Regions from separate parts of the Mus musculus genome. Here region 1 is linked to region 2. Evidence: chromatin contacts called from public Hi-C data. All regions are on one chromosome and are shown on one strand. The core of a region is the stretch at or near the end of the contact, and the rest is flanking DNA. Distances in the headings are between cores, read along the strand shown.

Region 1 (2,700 bases), core at 96-2,595, 210 kb after region 2:
CCCCAATACTCCAAAATTCTATTTCTGACTAGACATGAGAAAAAAAAAAAAAAAAAAAAAAACCTGTTCACCCTAGACAGAGAATCAGTGACAGGACAAAGTGAATACTACTAAAGTCCAACTTGATGAGCCAGGGAGTTGTACTGGGATGACTTCCTGGAGTGTGGGTAAGGAATTAGTTACAGGAACGGAAATAACAAAGCTGCATCAACACAAATCCTCCCGAGCAAGGCTCACAGCTCATGAAAGCTGGAAATCTTTCTCTTGACTGATCTCTGCTTTTCCAAGCACTTGCTACCAAACTTGGAGACCTGGGTTGGATCCTTACAATCCACTTGGTGAAAGGAAAGACCCAACTCTTAAAAGCTAGCTTCTGACACGTACACACATACACACACACACACACACACACACACACACACACACACACACACATACACACACATCAATCAATATAATTTCAAACTTTTACATATACCACTGATGGGGGTGTTCAGTGGGTAAAGTGCTTATGGCCCAAGTGTGAGGGCCTGAGTTCTGATCCCTAGCCCCACATAAAAAGTCAGATGTGGGGCACACACCTATAACCCCAGAGCTGAAGGGAAGAGACAGAAGGATCCCGGGGCTTTCTAGCCAGCCCGTATAGCCAAATAGCTGAGCTCCGGGTTCTTCCAGACACTCTGTCTCAAGAAATAAGGTAGAGAGAGAAAGAGGAAGGCATCTAGTCAGCTCTGGCCTTCACATGCGCACACAAGGTTACACACCTCCCCCACATACCACTTATAAACAGCAGTTTCTCAAAATCTCTTGTGGCAATAAAGCAGAAAGAGTCTGAGTTCCTTTTCGAACTCAAGCTTTAGATAACCCACCCCAACCTCCACTTTGCTATTTTTGCGAATGCAAATCAGCTAGGTGTGGTGGCACACACTTTTAATTCCTGCCCTCTGAGGCAAAGGCAGGCAGATCTCTATGAGTTTGAGGCCAGTCGAGACTACCGAGTGAGACTCTGTCTCACAATAATAATAATAGTAGTAATAATGATAAATTAATAAAATGCAAATTAGCTCTCCAGTGCCCTACTAGGCTGTAGCCTCAACAAGATCACGAGGCATGTGCAAACATAACTTTTTCTTTTTTTTTCTTTACAGAAAAGTTTCACTTTAAGTCATGGATGAAACAGGTCAGTGACCAACTTCTTCTTTTGAAGTTTCTCTTGTCACAAAGCTTCCAGTTAGCAAACTGAACTGAATCAGATTTGAGACAAAAGAGCACTTGTCCAACCTTGCTCTGTCTATCCCGGGTCTTTCCATGATTCATACTGGCCAAACTCCAGGAAGGAGACAGTGAAGTGACCTTCCAAATAGTGCTGCCCAGTAATGAGCCTGGCAGAAGCCTTCCATGCCTTCTCTTCATTACTGTGGCTTGTCTTCAGAGCACTTTGCACAGTGGCTGGAGAATCTATTGGGAAAATCAGTAGGTACAGCTTTGAAAATGGTGGGTCAGCCATACACTTGGCTCAGCAATGTGTCATGGTGTCTGCGGGCTACCTACTCTTGGCAGGTCTCCTCACTGGGATCTCCTGAACTTTTTTTTTTTTTTTTCCTGAGACAGGGTTTCTCTGTGTAGCCCTGACAGTCCTGGAACTCACTCTGTAGACCAGGCTGGCCTCAAACTCAGAAATCCGCCTGCCTCGGCCTCCCAAGTGCTGGGATTAAAGGCATGAGCCACCACTTCCTGGCTCTCCTGAACTCTTAACTGATGTCCTGACAGTTGTGTGGGCTTCATTCTAGCCACAGGTCCTTTATAACTTCCTGATATTGGCAGTAGAGAACAAGAACAGAGACTCATCTAACTGTAGATCTGTCCTGAGATAGTGGCAGAATGAAAATCCCCATGGACTGGTGATTCAGCTTAGTAGGTAGTGTGCTTGCCTAGCTTGCGCAGAACTCCACTTTGATCTCCAGCGCCATGTAATCCAGGCATGGTGACACACGCCTGTAATCCCAGAACTTGGGAGGTAGAGGTAGGATAGGAATCTTAGATGTTCGTGATCATTTTGTCTAGGGACATTTGACATCAGTCTACATCCATGACACCCTGGAGGAGTGCTGGGGGGATGGGGAAGTCTCTAAAAAGACCCCCTCTGGTAAGTTTCACTCACCTATTCTCAGGACCTGTTTTGTTTTAGCATCAAAAGACGTACAGCTCGGTGGAGTACAACCACAGACTGCAGATGTTTGCCAACAACTGGAGGAAGATTCAAGCCCACAACCAGAGGAACCACACATTTAAAAGTACTGGGAAGCCCTGATTCCTCCAGGCCTCTGGGAGAAGATGGGGTGGGAACACCTCAGATCTGGAAAGAAAATGAGTAGTGGCATAGGCTGGTAAAAAGGACCTGCTCAGGGCTAACAGGCATAGAGAGCAGAGACTCAGAATCAGGGATGTCTTTGGGGAATCCGGGTTCTGTACAGGATATAAATGTAGATGGTACTGGTAATCTTCTGCGGGAGTAGAGAAGTTTACAAAAGACTCTAGAGAAGTCCTGCCCTACCCCTCTCATCTGAGGGTACAGCACACACAACCAAGATCTGTCTGGGTTGATGTGAGGCCTTGCCGCAACCTCAGACTGCTCTGAGCCCATGAGCAGTCTCTGCCGTCATCCAGCTTCACTCCTGGTGAGGGTCACTAGAAACACGT
Region 2 (2,700 bases), core at 125-2,624:
TGTCTTTGTAGGTCCTCATAAGTCACTTTTAAATTGTGTAAGCTCTGTGTTAGGAGTTAAGTATCTGTTATCTTCAAGGACTCATACGGTGACGATTTAACCTGCCATATGGTAGTGTGGGAAACAACTAGAATTAGATGAGATGATGAGGGTGGGTAGAGATCTATAAAGAAAAGGCCAGGCAGCTTGATGTTGCCCCAAAAGCATTTAGAGGAGCAACCACATGAGTGCAAGGAGAAGGTAGCTATCTGTGAGCTGGGAGAGTCCTGAGAAGCCCGAAGGGCCAGCATCTTCACTGGACTTTCCAACCACCAGAATACGGAGAAAACAGCTGGCTGTTGTTTAAGCTGCTGATGTATGGAATACACTCATCATAGCAGCTGGAAAAAAGCAAGGCGCCCCATGGCCACCTTTAGTTCACACAGAGAAGCTCCACAAATTTTGAGATCCCAGAAACTGGCTCACACTAGCAGGTCTTATTCCCCATAGCTACTCCAATAGCTACAAGATGTGGGGCCACCTTTTGGATGACTGTTACTAATGTACCAGGAGCCAGGAAATTGCCTAGTTGTTGCTGGTGGTAGGGAGTAATTACATAGAAAGGAATAAGACAATATAGTCAGCTAAACACCTCTGATTTCCTGCCCATTTGAGGTTCCTGCTTTGGAAGAACCCAGACATTCTCAGACAGTGGCTAATGATGGGAAAGTGGACTGGCCCTGGGGGCTAAACAAATCAGCGCTCTGGGGCAGTTTTCCCTACTTGTTGCTATAGCAACAGACTCCAGCTGCAGGTGCCCACCTGTCACCAGTATCAAGGCCAGACTCTGATTGCATCTGAACAGGACTGTTAGTACGGGAACAGAGAAAACAAACACAGAAAGGTCTCATGTGGCTTGAGGAATCGTGGGTCACAGTAATTGAGTCCATGATGTGGGTCTGTTGAGATTCACGCTGATGCCTCTATCCCTGGGTATTATGCAAAGCCCCAAGGCTGCCCTCTTCCAACAGCAGAGCAGCCACAAATGCAAAAGGTACCAAAATACCACTGACTGTGCAGTGAAGCAATGGTGGGTACAAGACCAAGGAAGAACTTTCCTGTACCCTTATCCACCAACTTCCACAGCCTCCACTCCTGGGAGAAACAGGGGACTTTAGACAGCTCATCTCCACATCTGTGATTTACCTTATTGTTCACCACCAAGCTGAGGATGGGAGTGGGAGCTGTGTCCACCATCTGCTGAAACCATGTGACTCCCTGTCCTTCACCCATGACCTACCCTTTCCTAGCAGTGATGGTATGTCACTTACAGATAGCCAGGTCAGAGCTTCAGACTCTATGAATACAGTCACAATCATGGCCTTTGTAAACTTCCTCTTTGATCATTCCTCTCCCTGGGGAGAACTATCTAGCCATCCTTCACAACTGACTGTCACCATCTAGGGTCAGGCCACTTTCTCTTTCATGGTTGAGTTCTTACAGTAGTCTCCTTCATCCCCATTCTTGCCCACCCATCAGGCCCTGAGTCAACTTGCATCCTAGGACCTATCATAGTTTAGATCTAGAACCCCCCCCCCAAAGACTTGTATCTTGAAGGCTTGTCCTCATGCACAGTGTTCAGATGTGGGGCAATTGAGAAGTGATTGGGTCTTGAGGGTTCTGACTTCGCCAGAGGGCTAGTATACTCATCAATGGGCTTACCATCTGATGAACTACCTTGTAGCAGTGTAAACTGAAGCAGGTGAAACCTGGTTGAAATGAAGCCCTCGGAGGCATGCCTTAGTTAGGGTTTCAATTGCTGTGAGGAAACACCCTAACCAAAATGCAAGATGGGGAGAAAGGGTCTTCTTTGACTTTTTTCAATATTGCTATTTACTATTGAAGGAAATCAGAACAGGAACTCAAACAGGGCAGGAACCTGGAGGCAGGAGCTGATGTACAAGCCATGAAGAGGTGTTGCTTATTGGCTTGCTATCCTTGACTTGTTCTCCTTGTTTTCTTACAAAACCCAGGATGACCAGCCCAGAAATGGTACTACCTTCCATGGACTGGGCCCTCTCCCATTGATCACTAACAGAGAAAGTATCTTCAGCTATATCTCATGGAGTCTTTCCTCAGCTGAGGCTCCTTCCTCTTTGATGGCTCTAGCTCATGTTAAATTGGCACATAAAACCAGCCAATCCAGGAGCTGTATCTTGTCTGTGGCCACTTCCTCTTTGCTCTCTGCTTTCTGTTTGCCTTCAGGTGAACAACTTGATTCTACCACATGTTCTTTCCCATGAAGCTTTGTCTTCTCACAATCCCAGAAGCAATAGGACCATGAGCTCAAAGTTTTCTTCCATTAAGTTGATTTTCTTGAGTATTTTGGGCATAAGCAATAGAAAAGTAACATGGGGACACATCACATCTTCCATAATCTTGACTCCTCTGCCTCCTGGCCCTACTCAAAACATTCCCCTTCCAGAAAACGCACCTGGAGGTGATCAGAGAGAAGACAGTGTCTTTAACATCCCTCCATTCTCCTCATTTCACTATCTCTGCTAGATTCCCAAACCTTCCCTCCTCCTCTAGGCCAAGACAAGGAAACATATTAACCAAGCAAACATGCCCTGGGTAAACCAGATAGCTCCAATGATAGACATAGTCATATATCAGTTCCACCCCATGTGTTGTGTAGAAATTTCCTTCCAATTGAAACAT

What was found. Hi-C and Micro-C count contacts between places; a contact is called where the count stands out from the background.
Region 1: a contact with region 2 is called in a Hi-C map of centroblasts, with 2.1 times the contacts expected there. The contact joins two enhancer-like sites. A contact is called at or near these places in 4 of 39 promoter capture datasets (the HPC-7 cell line, cranial neural crest, frontonasal cranial neural crest and 1 more), 30 of 484 Hi-C or Micro-C datasets (B cells, the C10 cell line, CD4 T cells and 20 more), 6 of 115 datasets of contacts at active chromatin or transcription factors (bone marrow-derived macrophages, embryonic stem cells, extraembryonic endoderm stem cells and 2 more) and 3 of 9 other capture datasets (adipose tissue, embryonic stem cells and liver).

Annotation. Positions count from the first base shown.
Region 1 is chr9:90,059,331-90,062,030 of GRCm38.p6, forward strand. It overlaps Ctsh (cathepsin H), which reads left to right. Exons shown (of 12, transcript NM_007801.3): 2 at 1,149-1,180; 3 at 2,189-2,294. Among named protein-coding and RNA genes, the nearest start is that of Ctsh, 6.4 kb to the left of the region's middle. Within about 2 kb of position 1,346, at least 95 of the 459 cell types and tissues checked have an H3K27ac peak or open chromatin away from gene starts, as enhancers often do. A contact at or near this core is called in B cells and centroblasts, where this site is marked.
Region 2 is chr9:89,845,002-89,847,701 of GRCm38.p6, forward strand. All of the region lies in intron 3 of 4930524O08Rik (RIKEN cDNA 4930524O08 gene), which reads left to right. Among named protein-coding and RNA genes, the nearest start is that of 4930524O08Rik, 20 kb to the left of the region's middle. Within about 2 kb of position 1,375, at least 4 of the 459 cell types and tissues checked have an H3K27ac peak or open chromatin away from gene starts, as enhancers often do. A contact at or near this core is called in B cells and centroblasts, where this site is marked.